Linked DNA regions of Sus scrofa: all the other regions are linked to region 2. Evidence: chromatin contacts called from public HiChIP or PLAC-seq data. All regions are on one chromosome and are shown on one strand. Each heading gives the region's core, a stretch centred on a gene start, on an enhancer-like site or on the middle of the called end of the contact. The rest is flanking DNA. Distances are from core to core; before and after follow the strand shown. Region 1 overlaps LOC106505851 (a long non-coding RNA gene). Region 2 has its middle 130 kb from the start of SETD4. Region 3 overlaps RUNX1 (runt related transcription factor 1). Region 4 has its middle 120 kb from the start of RUNX1.

What was found. HiChIP or PLAC-seq counts read pairs in DNA pulled down with a chosen protein or histone mark.
Region 1: an H3K27ac HiChIP or PLAC-seq map of alveolar macrophages shows a contact between it and region 2. The contact joins two enhancer-like sites. A contact is called at or near these places in 1 of 47 Hi-C or Micro-C datasets (embryonic fibroblasts) and 1 of 2 datasets of contacts at active chromatin or transcription factors (alveolar macrophages).
Region 3: an H3K27ac HiChIP or PLAC-seq map of alveolar macrophages shows a contact between it and region 2. The contact joins two enhancer-like sites. A contact is called at or near these places in 1 of 47 Hi-C or Micro-C datasets (embryonic fibroblasts) and 1 of 2 datasets of contacts at active chromatin or transcription factors (alveolar macrophages).
Region 4: an H3K27ac HiChIP or PLAC-seq map of alveolar macrophages shows a contact between it and region 2. The contact joins two enhancer-like sites. A contact is called at or near these places in 1 of 47 Hi-C or Micro-C datasets (embryonic fibroblasts) and 1 of 2 datasets of contacts at active chromatin or transcription factors (alveolar macrophages).

The regions. Positions count from the first base shown.
Region 1 is chr13:198,833,192-198,837,098 of Sscrofa11.1, reverse strand. All of the region lies in intron 1 of LOC106505851 (a long non-coding RNA gene), which reads right to left. Among named protein-coding and RNA genes, the nearest start is that of RUNX1, 200 kb to the right of the region's middle. Within about 2 kb of position 2,453, at least 19 of the 83 cell types and tissues checked have an H3K27ac peak or open chromatin away from gene starts, as enhancers often do. A contact at or near this core is called in alveolar macrophages, where this site is marked.
Region 2 is chr13:199,462,873-199,466,517 of Sscrofa11.1, reverse strand. No RefSeq gene overlaps it. Among named protein-coding and RNA genes, the nearest start is that of SETD4, 130 kb to the left of the region's middle. Within about 2 kb of position 1,322, at least 12 of the 83 cell types and tissues checked have an H3K27ac peak or open chromatin away from gene starts, as enhancers often do. A contact at or near this core is called in alveolar macrophages, where this site is marked.
Region 3 is chr13:198,617,875-198,621,628 of Sscrofa11.1, reverse strand. The region is part of intron 1 of RUNX1 (runt related transcription factor 1); the gene reads left to right. Among named protein-coding and RNA genes, the nearest start is that of RUNX1, 15 kb to the left of the region's middle. Within about 2 kb of position 2,063, at least 24 of the 83 cell types and tissues checked have an H3K27ac peak or open chromatin away from gene starts, as enhancers often do. A contact at or near this core is called in alveolar macrophages, where this site is marked.
Region 4 is chr13:198,753,398-198,757,018 of Sscrofa11.1, reverse strand. No RefSeq gene overlaps it. Among named protein-coding and RNA genes, the nearest start is that of RUNX1, 120 kb to the right of the region's middle. Within about 2 kb of position 1,843, at least 10 of the 83 cell types and tissues checked have an H3K27ac peak or open chromatin away from gene starts, as enhancers often do. A contact at or near this core is called in alveolar macrophages, where this site is marked.

The DNA.
Region 1 (3,907 bases), core at 1,204-3,703, 630 kb after region 2:
GATGTATTCACAGCACAGATTCCCTTCAGAGTGGCTGCCCTTTTGGCTTGGCTCTCCATTTGGAGAGAAGCCCTTTTGTTCCCATTAAGCCCATAGATAATGTCTAAGACAGGCTTGACTATACCAAATTCTAAGTGTGATTTTTAAATTATAAGTGTGATTTTTTTTTGCACCTTGGGAAAACTGACAATAGTTTATCACTTATTCCAGCATCCATAGATATGAATTGGGAAATTACAGGAAAAGCTGCAAGTTGGTTTTAGGGTCCCAAATAAAAACATTCTCTTGGATTTATTATTTTCTTATATTTGCAATTAAGCCTCTTCAGGATTGAAACTTGAGGCTTATTTCTTTTTCATGTTGAATTTGTGGTCAAATTGCACTTGATGACTTTGAGATTAATTACCTATTTTCACTCATTCAGAAAACAAGAATTATCCTAGCATTTGGAGAACAAGCTTTTTTCAACCCAAATCTACAATGAATTGGCATAAATAACATAATGAGAGGTAAATTTCTCAGTTTCTATATTTACCACTCAGGGTAAATATTTGTTAAGTGCTAAAATTAGGTTGCAAAGTCTGTAAGTCTATAGTTACATCATCATCATAAAAGAAGGTCAGAATTAGCCTGTCTGTGGTCTCCTCTGAAATCTCCTTTTCAGAAATTAAAATAGTGGGGTATAGGGAGCTTTCAAAATAGACCTGGAAACAACCTAAATGTCCATCAACAGATGACTGGATTAAGAAGATGTGGTAGATGTGGTAGATATACTCAGTGGAATACTACTCAGCCCTAAAAAAGAACAAAATAATGCCATTTGCAGCAACATGGATGGAACTAGAGACTCTCATCCTGAGTGAAGTAAGTCAGAAAGAGAAAGACAAATACCATATGATGTCACTTATACCTGGAATCTAATATATGGCACAAATGAACTTTTCCACAGAAAAGAAAATCATGGACATGGGGAACAGACTTCTGGTTGCCAAGGGAATGGGATGGACTGGGAATTTGGAGTTAATATATGTAAATTATTGGAGTGGATAAGCAATGAGATCCTGCTGTATAGCACTGGGAACTATAGCTAGTCACTTATGATGGCACACGATAATGTGAGAAAAAGGAATGGCTAGTCACTTATGATGGAGCATGATAATGTGAGAAAAAGGAATGTATATGTGTATATGTGACTGGGTCACCTTGCTGGACAGAAGAAAATTTAAAAAACCCTGTAAACCAGGTATAATGGAAAAAAAATAAAAATCATTAAATAAAAAAATAAAGTTATCAAAATGCTAAAAAAAAAAAATGAAAGCACCCTTTTAACCCTATTAATCAATTTTATAACTCTTAGTAAGTCCCGGAGACCTGACTGATGTTTGTTCACTTCCCACAAAATAGTAGATAAATGTCCACAAGAGAACAAGTATTCTGTCACTTCCTCAGTGTCTCTGGTAATATAAGAGTTTTTAAAAAATGTTCATGTGTGTTTGCACACACAACAATGCACATATAAATCAAAGACGTCCCCTGAAATAAAATGCTGAGGTCATGTGAGCATATTTCAGCCTTTAACTTAGACACTTAGGCTGCATGCCCAGCTATGACAGAGTCCATGTTTATAAAGTTAATTTAATTTCAGTTGTTAGTATCAGTTACCATCATCCCAGATTTAAAACCACCAGCCCAGAGACTTGCTCTGAGTTCTTGCAGCCCCTGGTAGCTCTACCAGGCATCTGGCACTTTTACGCAAACTCCCTCATATTGTTCCTGGACCATCTATTTCAACAGGCCTTTTCTCTTCATTTTATTACAAATTCTTGAATCCAAGGATCATGTCTGATATTTCTCAGAATCCTCGTTAATGTCTAGTCCAGAAGCCTGTTCTAGCAAATGCTCCAAAAAAAGTTGTTGATTGATTCAAAATGGATTTTCAATTTTATGAAAAATATTTTTAGAGTAAAGGAAATATTCACTTTTGCGTTTGGAAAATAAGATGAATATGGCTAAAAAAAAAGTGGAAATGGGGTGACATGTTATGGGTTGCAAATTTCCACATCAACGCATAACTTCAATATAAAATCCCAACCCAACTTCATGAATAAAATAATGAGACAAAATAGGGAGATGTGACAAACTGAGTTTAGTATTCTCACTTCTTCAAAAAGTTTTTCCACCATAATCAATGGAAAAAAACAGAGTTGTCAGTCTTTTTTGAGAGGAGGAGGCATGTGTGTTTTCTCTCTCCCCCCTCCCCTCCTCCCTCCTTCCCTCTTGTCCCTTCTGAAACTGAGTCAGACCAGCCATATTTCCAGTTAGAAGTTGGCACTGGAGCCCAGCAGCTGTTCAGAAATGTCCAAGTGGACAGCAAATGGCGTTGATGGAGTTAACGGCAGTGACTCACTTGGGACATTCACAGCAGGTCAGCTGAAACCATCCCTTGCTGTGAAGAGAATTCAGTCCCATTGGGCAAAAGCCCAAGAAAATGAGCTGAGGATGATAACAGCATAGTGCCTCTCAGTTGCCACTGGTTGCTTTTCTGTTCTCAGTTTTCACAATTTTTTTAGAGATGGATTTTTTTTTTTTTCTAACGCAATCAAGAACAGTGATGGGAAGAACAGGCTGAGCAGCTGTTGACTTTTTGAAATCACAGAGGGGAGGTTTGGTATCTGGAAATGCTCAACACAACTTGCCTTGCAAGCTTTGACGATGACTTTCACATATAAAATTATGGGTCAGAAGCAGGAAGCTGAGGACTCTTTATGCCAGTAAATCTAGCTTTGGCCAATGTAAGATTTAGGGGATTTCAGAAAGAGTTCATTCATGTAGAAACACTTTTCTACAAAATATTATGATAGTTTTAAATGTACTGAACTGAGCAACAATAAAAACAAACCAAAAAACATACGAGAAATCAGGCATGTTCATATTTTGTGAGCTTATACTTTTTCCTTAACACAGGAGGAAATATATAAAAATATGTTAAAGCTCTTGGGTGTTTTTGCATTATAAAATATGGCATGATTACCTATAATGGAAAATAACCTGAAAAAGAACATATATATTTATTTTAATATATTTATATCTATCTATATACCTGAATCATTTTGCTGTACACTTGAAACTAACACAACCTTGTAAATTAACTGTATTTCAATAAAAACTACAAAAATGATATGAAAGAATAATAAAGACATATTTAGAGAAAAAAAACCATGATCACTTGAAATATCACAATCTTTACACAAGACCTATTTCTATTTTTGTTTTTTTCCAAATTATTTTCTAAAAACTCTATTAAGACAGATATCTTAGATTTGTTCTTTACAGGTAGAAATTTAACAAATGAGGAATAATAATTCCTGATATTAAGGGTCACTAGACATAAAGTTCATTTCCCTAAAATTCTGGCATGAGATCATAGTTTCCACATTTAGATGAGAGCTTGCTTCCATTGCACTTATTTGGTAGAAAAATCTGATTTGGCTATTTGAATGCACTATTATGAAGTTCCTCTTTGTGACTGAACCCCAAAGCTGATTCTGATAGTTTCAGACCAGGCTGAAAACAGAATTAAAAAATGAATTAATTTTCTTTCCTGAGAATAAAATATTTTCACTGAGTAGACTTCAGTAAAATAAATGACAATCAAATGGTATAGCTTGGTAGGTACTTTAATGGATTAAACAATTTTAAAGTGAATAGTTTGAAATGAATTCAGCAGTTTTTTTCAGCTAAGGTCCTTTGAGAATACATATTCTAAGTTCAAAGGAGAATAATTGTTCTTTCTGTATTTTTAGAGAGGACTATGGGTGTGGTGGGTGCAGGGAGTTTCATTGCTTACCCTCTGTCTAACTCATGGTAATGCTTAATAAATATTGGTTGAATTAATTAATTTTGACCA
Region 2 (3,645 bases), core at 73-2,572:
ACCCCCTTCCTGTTTCAATGGAATGAGTCGCATTTGAAAATATATCCATCCTTTTAGTAATACATCGAGTGACACATTTTTCATTTGTATTTACCGTCTTCAACATTAACCTGGCTCTCTTTTCTTTTTCTTTTAAAATGAGCACGATTATGTTCTAGTATTGTCTAGTTTCTTTCAGGCTCCGGACTTAACTTCGTTAAAATGGATTCCTGCTCAGACAAATGGAGAAATAGTCTTTTTTTACTTTCTGGAGACTCAAAATTCATTAGTGGTCACAGAAAATAAACTTGTGGTTACCAAAGGGGAAAGAGGGAGGGGATAAATGAGTGTGGGATTAATAGACACACACTGCTATATATAAACTAGATAAACACAAGGACCTACTGTGTAGCACAGGGAACTGTATTCAGTGTCTTGTAGTAACCTATAATAGAAAAGAATCTGATAAATCATATGTGTAGACACATACTTATATACACATATATGTACATATATATCTGAATCACTTTGCTGTATGCCTGAAACTAACATAGTGTTGTCAATCAACTTAGTTCAACGAAAACAAACACCAGAATTTGGAAAAAAAAATCTCCCAGTCTGGAAGTTTTCCAGACTAAATGTAGAGAAGAAAAAGAACTCATTAGTGGAAAAATGAAATCTATGGTGGAAAAGTTACATATTTAGCCAATACATTGCTCCAAACCGTTTTCAGTTGACTTCCTCCTCAACCCTCTCCCCCCAAATCATGCTACTTACAAGAGGTTTCCAACACTGAGTTTTTAATTAGTACAAGCATTTTATAACATTTCTTTGAAATGGGAGAAATGACCCAGGCTCTTTGTGGACTTTTATAACTCCAAGAGACTATTACCGACTAAAACTCTACCCTCTCTGCCCTCACTCTCATACCCTTTAATGGTTGAATGGAGAATCATTACCAAACAGTGGAATTTCGAGACAACTCCTTCATGTTGTCTCGAAACTGGCTTTCTGAGTGGTTTGTGGCCACCTGCTGCTGAGAAACTGTTTAAAAGGGAACTGGACTAACTTCCTTTTTGAGCAAGAGCTGCAGCATGAAAGCAGCATCAATCACAGTTGCTAACACAGTCCCATCTTCTTTATGAGCACGCTTCCTCAAAGACCTCTGGGCATACGCTGAATGCATCAAGCACATTTCAATTTCCAGATGTGTTTTCCAAACAAATGCCAGATTGCCTGGACTACTGCTTCCAATCCCCTCGTCCCCATATATAGTGCATCTGAGATTGTCTGTCTGGATGATCTTCCCTTTTCAGTGTTTACTTAAAGTGAAGTGATGTTATCCAGACCGCAGGTACCAATGAGATCATGTCATGAGGTTTCGTTCTGAGGTTGTTTCCTCTCAGTCCTGCAGTGACATCAGGATCGGAGGGCAGATGGATGGCTTCGATGACATTGAAGGTCCCTGCCATTTCTAACCTTCTGTGATTATTGGGAAATCATTGTGGAGAGGACGCTGCCACGCAATCAGGTCAATCTGTCCAGTTCTTCACAGCCATGGGAAGGTACCACGGAACTATTATCAGTGTGCTCTGAAAAGACTTCTCTTCTGTTGCTTTTTGAAAAAATAGATTTTATGTTTTAGGGAAGTTGACTGCACAACAAAACTGAGCAGGATGTACAGGGACTTCCCATATACCAAGCCTCCATCCCCCTGCTACATGCATAGCCTCCTCCATTATCAACACTCCACACCTAAGGGCTACGCCTGTCACAATTAATGAACCTCCATCATAATCACCCAAAGTCCATAGTCTATCTTGCAGTTTACTCTTGGTGTTGTACATACAATGGGTTTGGACAAGTGTATAATGACATGTGTCCACCATTACAGTGTCATGCAGTAATTTCTCTATGTGTTGCTGCTCTAAAAATCTCTATATATTTTGTGTATGTGTAAACTGATTTCTTTAAGGTCTTACCTGAGAAGATGAATGGTTACATTCTATTTTTCTGCTAAGATTTTAGGCAGGAGATAATTTTCATGAATGTCTCATGACTTGTTAGTGGATATTCTCTAACAAAAGTGTTCCATGACCACATGCGTGTGGGAAATGCTGGGGAAAAATATGATGGAGTCATCAATGGGGTATTTACATTGCTATTCTGACTCTGACATACAAATGTACAATTTCTTTCTTTTTTTAAAAAAATTAAAGTATAGTTGATTTATAATGTTGTGCCAATTTCCACTGTACAGAAAAGTGACCCAGTCATATATATATATATATATATATATATATATATATATATATATTCCCTTTCTTACAGTATCTTCCATCATGGTCTATCCCAAGAGGCTGGCTATAGCTCCCCATGCTGTACAGTGGACCTCATTGCTTATCCAATCTAAACATAATAGTTTGCCTCTACTAACTCCAAACTCCCAGGCTATACCGTCCCTCCCCTCTCCCCCTTGGCAACCACAAGTCTGTTCTCTATGTCTGTGGGTCTGTTTCTGTTTTGTAGATAGGTTCATTTGTGCCATATTTTAGATTCCACAATATAAGTGATATCATATGGTATTTGTCTTTCCCTTTCTGACTTCACTTAGTCAAATATACAATTTCTACATCAACTTATTTATCTAGTTAAACTTAAATTTCACTTTTGAGAAATTGATAGGAAAAAATGAACCATAAACATTCTAGCAATCTGTCCATACACACACACACACACACACACACACACACACATATATACATACATACATATTTCTGCTTTTTAGGGCTACATTCAGCATATGGACATTACCAGGCTAGGAGTCAAATTGCAGCTACAGCTGCAAACCTATGCCACAGCCATAGCAACGCAGGATCTGAGCCGAGTCTGTGGCCTACCCCACAGCTCACGACAATGCCAGATCCCTGACCCACTGCATGAGGCCAGGGATCGAATTGGTATCCTCATGGATACTAGTCAGATTCATTTCCACTGTGCCACAACAGGAACTCCCCCATATCTGTTCCTAAATTAGCATTCTTTTAAGGATTTCATCCATTCATTTGTTTATTTGTTCGTTTAACAGTTAGGTATTTTGTTCCTTCTCTGTGCCAATACTTAAGGATGCACCGCACCGTCACAAAAGGGAGAGTGTGGTAGAGGTGGCCAGTCACTGCCCTCCTTTTCCAGGATTGTTGAATGCACAGCAGCCCAGGAGGAAGACTCTCCTGTATTCTCTTGTGCAGAAGAGTGCCATGTAACTAAGTTCTGGACCATGGAATCTGACCTTGAGTGCTGTGGCTTCTCTGCGCTGGCCTAGGTATACATGTATCAAGAGCTGGCAAAATGTACTAAACCCAAATGCAAACTATTACATTTAGAATGGATAAGCAGGAGTTCCCGTTGTGGCTCAGGGGAAACAAACATACTGGTATCCATGAGGACGCAGGTTTGATTCCTGGCTTTGCTCAGTGGGTTAAGGATCTGGAGTTTCTGTGAGCTGTGGTGTAGGATGAAGACTTGGCTTGAATCCTAAGTTGCTATGGCTGTGGTGTAGGCCAGTGGTTACAGCTCTGATTTGATCCCTGGCCTGGAAACCTTCATATGCAGTGGCTACGGCCCTAAAAAGACAAAAAAAAAAAAAAAAAAAAATAGAATGGATAA
Region 3 (3,754 bases), core at 814-3,313, 850 kb after region 2:
CCAAAGGTGTGGGAAACAGAGGCCGCGAAGGAAAGTCAACTCTGCTAGGCCCAGAACATGGCCCCATAGCGGTGCCAGGAACGAGCACATAGTAGGATAAAGAACCTGGTCTCTTCGCCTCGCCAGAGAGGGGTGCAGAAATGGCCTTAGCCCTCTTTGGTAGAGGGCTAAGCTCAGGAATATTAAAACTGACCATGGCAACAGGTAGTGTTTATTGAGCATATACTATGTGCCACACTGGACCTGCTCCAGACTTTTTCTGGTGTTACCTCATTAAATTCTTCACACAAACCTGTGAGCAGCTAATCTCATGACTAATCCTATTGATTGAGGGGAATGTGGCATATAGAGATTAGGACAGCTGCCTGAGGTTGGGCTGCTGGTAAATGAGGGACCCAGGTCCAAATGGCGGATGCACTCTGCAGCCCCCACCTTCTGCTGGCAAGGCAGAGAATGGATGCTGCTCTTTCAGTTTGACCTGCTAGAGAGCTGAGCTTTATGGAGCTAGAGACTTGCCAAGGTCCCTGTGATCAGCAGGCGATGCTGTGTGGGGCTGATCCTTGGGTGACCTCAAGCTGGGGCCACTGTCCACTGTCAAGTCCATTTCTTGGACTGCAATGCATCCTCTGGAGGCTTCCGGTGGCTTTAGGTCCCCACTGTTGGTATTGATGCCTCCCCGGCTCACTAATTTCATGCTCATAGCCCCTACCCATCAGAGCTGCCCCCAAGGGAGACATTCTGGTGGTTCCAGGATTGTCTACAAAAGATGTTCTCCAAGCCAGCAGAGCTCAAACTGAAATGAACATCAAAATCACCTGTTCCCAAGATGATGATGAGATGCTGGCTGGGAGGTGGGAGTTTGGGGAGACCATGCCTAAGTCTTTCTTTCCAGCCAACTCATCAAATTTGTCCATCTGAGATAAGACTGGTTTGATTCAGCAATGTGCTTCCTTAAGAAACCTTAAAGAAGTGCTCACTCTTGGGGTCATATAAGGCTGACCCTGAACTTGCATAACTTGGAGAGACAGCACCAACTTAAATTCTATGTCCTGGGTGCCTCTCTTGCCCCATCCCAGTCCATGTCCTGGGATCCAAGTACAGAAAACCCAGAGAAGGACCCACCCCCAAATTAGGGACCTCATACCCAAGTCCATCCTTTAGGAAGCCAGCAAGCTCCTGGGAGCCAGCCTGTCAGCACCTCGACCCTGGCCAGGGTTTTCAGTGGAGCTCCCAGCAAACCCTCACATCCAGGTACTCCTGTGGCTGGGATAAAAATTCTACCCAGAAGCAGCTGATTCAGCTGTGACAACAAAAGTGGCCACATACCCCCCACACACACACAACCCCCTCTCCCCACTGTAACCTGGACCCTCCCACACCACAGGTCCCAGTTGCGAAGCCAGAGACCCACTCACTGGTGGACCTTTGAGGATAATTCTCTCGATCCTTCTGCAGAAACATCTGTAATTTCGAAAGTCCCCGTCACCAGCCTTCTGACATCATTATAAATCCTTTTCTCAAGTAGGTGGGTTTGAGGTTTTCTTTTTTTCCTCTTTAACCTTATTTGTATAAAAGGCATTTTTCATCTGATTAGTCTACAGTGAGTTACCACAGAGGCGCAGAAAGTTCCTTCCCTTTCTCCCTGGGCTCCACGTGGCAAAGGACGCAGTAATTAATTACATTTCCCCCCCTGGAAGCCAGCTCCCAGCCAGGGAGAGTCCCCTGTTTGCCTAGAAGCAGGGAGCCCCGCCAGCCTCTAATTGTTGTTATGCAAACATCTTAATGGGAACAAATTAAAAGGCGCTCGTGCTAATTATTCTTCGCAATAAAAAGTAATAATAAACTAATAAAGCTCCTTTGGAAAGGGGATTCTGTGTTAGCTCAAAAGACTTGCTTTCCTTGTGTGCATCTGACAGGGAAATAAAAACTCTGTAGTGTAAACTGAAGATGATAGCTGGGGAAACTCTTATGACTCAGAAAATGCCCTTCTTATGCTTAGTGAGTGCCGTCTGCATACACCCAGGGCCTGGCCACCCTAGCCCCACTTCTGCAGGCTCTATCTCTCCAATCTCTCTCTTCCTTCTACAGTGCCCCCACCCCGGGCTTCCTTCTCCTCCCTGGACCCCAGCTCCACTTGAACTTTACTCAGGCTTTATTTGGTTCTTTCTGGGGAGGCCTGGCCCCAGGCCCATGCTGACACGCCCACAGTGGGCTTCCCCTGAGGCCAGGGCTTTTTGCCATTTTGTGCTCTGATTTCACCCCCACCGGGTCAGTGTAGAATCCAACTGGTCATTTCCACAGAAGCAGCTGGAGTTTCAAAACAGCCTCCTCTCTCAGCTGCTTTTCTATAAAGACCGCAGAGCCTGAAGGAGTCGAAATCAGACAGGGACTTTGACCCCTGTGGCCTCACATGAGCCTGGAAAACTCCTGTGGCCTAGGCCCTGTGATGGGTTCTGGAAACATCCAGGGCAAGTGACAGGGAGCGCACAGTGGGGGCACAGTGCCTCTGTCCCAGGCTCGTAGAAGGAAAGGTCTGGTCTTCGTGTCAGTTCGGTAATTAAAGTTATGTTGACGTTTGTAAATACTGAAAACATCTAACGTTCTCCCAGAGGCATGTCCCTGCCATCATTTCTTTTCATCAAAAGCTTTGTGAGAAAAGTACACCCCGGAAGCCTCATTTAATTAAAATTTTAAAAGGAGCATGAAGCAAAGATGAGTTAAGAAGGCCACCAGGGGAGTTCCCCCTTGTGGCTCAGCAGTAACGAACCTGACTAGTGTCCAGGACATGGGTTCGACCCCTGGCCTTGCTCAGTGGGTTAAGGATCTGATGTTGCCTTGAGCTGCATCGGCATAGGTCACAGATGCGGCTCAGATCTGGCATTGCTGTGGCTGTGGTGTAGGCCAGCAGCTGCAGCTCCAATTTGACCCCTAGCCTGGGAACATCCATATGCTGCAGGTGCAGCCCTTGAAAGAAAGAAAGAAAGAAAGAAAGAAAGAAAGAAAGAAAGAAAGAAAGAAAGAAAGAAAGAAAGAAAGAAAGCAAGCCAGCCTGCCTCTGGACCACACAGCTTGTACAGCAGAGCCCAGGGGGAGCGGATGCTCTCTGCCTTACCCACTCGCCTCCTGTGACCAGGGCAGAGCCCCTGCGCAAAGGCCAGCTCTGCTCCTGCAGAGTCACCTTGGGGAGAAGACCTCCCCTCTCTGGCATCCCTTTCGCATCTGTGCAGTGTGACTGTGATGACACCACCTTGCGTACTAGCCTGAGGGGGGCCTGGCACAGAACCCTCAGGTGGCTTCTACCCATCATAGAACCTTTCCTTTCTATTTGGCTTGCCTTTTTCCCTTAGACTCCATTCTGCTTGATTTTCCCATTTCCTGTTTACACAGTATGGTAAACCAAATCCAAAATGTGAACCCCAATCCCATCCTTCCTGTGGTCGAGCATGAGCATCTAATGCACCCTTGAGGACTGGCTCATCTTGCTGCTGGTAGTAAATGGCTGATGAGTGGGTGAGGTGTGGGGTGGATGGAAGGAGCCTAGGGCTGACTCCGGGTCCCTACTTGGGCCATGTGTGCCTTGGCACCACGAGCTTCTACTCCCAGTAAAACTAAGAGGCAGAGCCTGAGATCTCAGTTCTGAGAAACGCAGGTGGAGCTCCCGTTGTGCTTAGAGGAAATGAACCCAACACATATCCATGAGGACACAGGTTCAATCCCTGGCCCTGCTCAGTGAGTTAAGGATCCAGCCTTTCCA
Region 4 (3,621 bases), core at 594-3,093, 710 kb after region 2:
CCATAGCCCATGAGTGGATCACACCTCTAGACTACCTGTGACCTCCATGAAGTTAGTGACTGGGGATAAAACAATGGAGTGGGAGTGCCAGGGGGAGGGACTGAGTCAATCTTCAGCCTTAAAGTGCTTTTTAAGAAATAGCCTCTTCTGGAGTTCCTGTGTGGATCAGCAGGTTACGAACCCAAGTAGTATCCCTGAAGTTGTGAATCCTTGAGCTCTGTCCTCGCTCAGTGGGTCAAGGATCTGGCATTGCAACAGCTGTGGCATGGGTCACAGATGCAGCGTGGATCCAGCATTGCTGGATAAGAAAGAGAAAGAGAGAAAGAGAGAGAGAGAGAGAGAGAAAGAGAGAAAGAGAGAAAGAAAAGAAGGAAGGTTCTCTTCAAAATCACACATCTCTTGCAATCTTGCCACACTCATGTATCTTCCCACATAAATCCCTATTCATCACCCTAGGGACGGCTTTTTATAGCCAGATTCAGTTTGGGAGAATTCAATTTTACTTTGAGTTTTACCTGTGTCTCATCCTATGAGGTATGCATTTCTAAAAGCAATTATTTTAATAATTTGACAGCATGATGTCACCTTTGTAAAATATCCTCAACTCCTTGAGAAGCCCTGGAATTTTTCCTTTCTATTTCTTTTCATTTTTTTTTTCCAGCATTTTTTATTTTTTTTAAATTTTATTTATTTATTTATTTATTTATTTATTTATTTATTTATCTTTTTGCTATTTCTTGGGCCGCTCCTGCGGCATATGGAGTTTCCCAGGCTAGGGGTCGAATCGGAGTTGTAGCCGCCAGCCTACACCAGAGCCACAGCAACGCGGGATCCGAGCCGCGTCTGCAACCTACACCACAGCTCACGGCAACACTGGATCGTTAACCCACTGAGCAAGGGCAGGGACTAAACCCGCAACCTTATGGTTCCTAGTCAGATTCGTTAACCACTGAGCCACGACAGGAACTCCTCCCCAGCATTTTTTAACTGAAACTTTCAAACATACAAAACATTGGAAGCAATTTATAGAAAATACTCATACCCACAGTCTAGATTCTACAACTAACAGTTTGCTGTATTTGCTTTATGTATCTATCTAACTTTTCATCTTTCTATCCATCAGTCCATATGACTTCTGAGGCATTTTAAAGCAAGTTGCAGACATCAATGCACTTCATCTGTAAGCATTTCCTTATGCATATCATTAGCAAGAGCTCAATATTTATTTATGTACATTTTTAGGAAAAAGTTGCCTGCAGTGAAATGAGGAAATCTTATATGTATCCTTCTAAAAGTTTTGACAAAGGCACACAGATGTATAATGAACCCTTATCAAGATGTAGAACAAGACAAATTTCTTTTAAGCTCATTGCCAGTCAATCCCCACCCACTCAGAGGCAACCAATTTTCTTTTCATTTTTATTTATGCATGCAATGACGCTTTCCGAAAGACACTGACTCAGGATTTACATCTGTACCTCTGTTGGAACTTCGGGACAAGTCATCATTACCTAGAGTATAGAATACTCATAAATAGGAACCTCATATTTGTCTCTTGCTGCACTTGTCTCTATTTGCCTTTTCTTTAACTGAGTGTTTTTTCCTCCATCGGCCAACGGTTCCTCCATCTTTCTGTGATTCCCGAGGCTGCACCAGCAATTTCAAGGAAGTTAAACTGGCACACTGTGCTTCCCCCATTTGGCTTTTGCAGCTTCTGCTTTGCTGTTGAAGTTCCATTTGGCTTTGGACATGGTCTTGTTATTGGGCACTGAGTGTGTACCGTGTGCAGAGAGCACTTGCATCAGGCTGACACTGGAGATTTTTCTGTACTCACTCATGAGGTTTCTTGGCACCACTGGGCATTGCTCATTTGACACGGGGTACCGTAGAGTGACAGGGCCACCTGCTACAGCTACACTGCACAATGCCCAATTCAAGTCCTATCGTTAGTCAGATGGCACATGCCTCTGACTAAGCTGATTTTGTGTGTGTGTCACAGGATGCCATGAAGTGGAGTGACCTTTTACAACATGAGCTGGTACATTGCATTGTAATCAGGGAGTTTTTGTTGGATTCTCTGCTTCGGGAATCTGCCAAAGAAAAGTTGTAGGAGGAAGAAAAGAAACTCCATAACGGAGTCCTCCCAGCTCAGTGGAAAAGAGAGCTGGCTGAAAAGCCACAAGAATGGGGTGTAAGTTGTGCACGTGCCATTGAGATGTCCTTGGGCAAAAGCATGAGAAATGGGAGAGGCGCTAATAGCATCTCTATGATTTGTCCCAGAAGAAGTTGCAAGCATTCCTCCAGTAGATATAAACTCTTTAAAAAATAAAAGGCATAGAACAAAGCAAGGTGTTCTCAGAATTCTCAGGCTCTTTTGGAGTTATGATTTCCATGAAGATGGTACACAGACTAAAAAAGGCTTATCCTGTGTGGTTTTCACAGGTAAAGATAGGCTCCAGGTCCTCACTGCATCTTTTATTCTTGGCAGGAGCAAGAATAAAACAATAACGATAACAAATATTTGCTAATATTTCTTGGTGCTTCCCATAGCCATTTAACTCCTGGAAGGAAAAGGATGGCTGGCTCTTAAATTGTGGAAATTAGGGAGAATTTAATGAAAGGAACTCTGTACAGGTATAGAAACTCTTGGGCAAGTCTTAAGGGACAGTGAAGGATGTAGGGACTATCAACTAGCTACCGAAAGGGTGGTGCTGAGCTCTAGAGCTGCAGGAGAGCAGCCACCAACAGGAGCTGTAGCCAGGCAACCTGGTCCCCAGTGGAACCCCCGCAAGGCAGGTAAAGAGGGAAGAGAAAAGAAACACTTTGACCTCTCCCTTCTTCCTGCAATCTCCTGCCAAAGGCAAGGCAGCCCAGGAATGCAGTTGTGCCCACAGAGGTCATCCCAAGTTGCAGAGAGCAGGGCACAGGGACAGGGATAATGACCGTTGGGCATGAGGAGAGGACCTTGAGAATAAGCAGCATTCTTCTCAGGTCCCATCATGTTGGTCTCAGGAGGCAGACGGGCCATTCATTACCAAAGTCTACCTGGACCTGTAGACCCAGCAAGCTGAGTACGATGGACATCTAATCAGGGAATCTGCACATCTGCCTGATATCAACGCACAGATCTCCACTGTGTTTCCTAGGGCTTTGTTCTGGACACCCTTCTGTTAACATGAAGAGTCTAGAAGTTCTCTTGAGGGATGAACACCCAGGCCTTACTCTTTCTGGTCCTTAAGGGCAAGCAGAACTGGCTGCTCCAGAGGAGACATGGTCCAGAGAGGCCATGGCCTTATGTCTCCATTCTGCTCCTCGATGCAAGTCCAGAGGGAAGAAGGGCCTAGACCTGCTTAGAATGTTCTAGATCAATAGTTCTCAATGGATATGGCCAAGCCTGTTGCACAGTCTTACTTAAAATAGTTCAAGAAAAAATTCTGACAATAATCTACTGGAAAAAAATCCTCAGAGCTGAATTCAAAGTCCTCTCCCAGTAATAAATTTTTTTCAAACATTTTCATTCTAGCAGGATTTTCTGAATAAATGGGCATGTGGATTTCCTAGGGCTGCAGTGACAAAGTACCACAAGCTTGGTGGCTTAGAAAAAAAGAAAGTTTAGCTCTT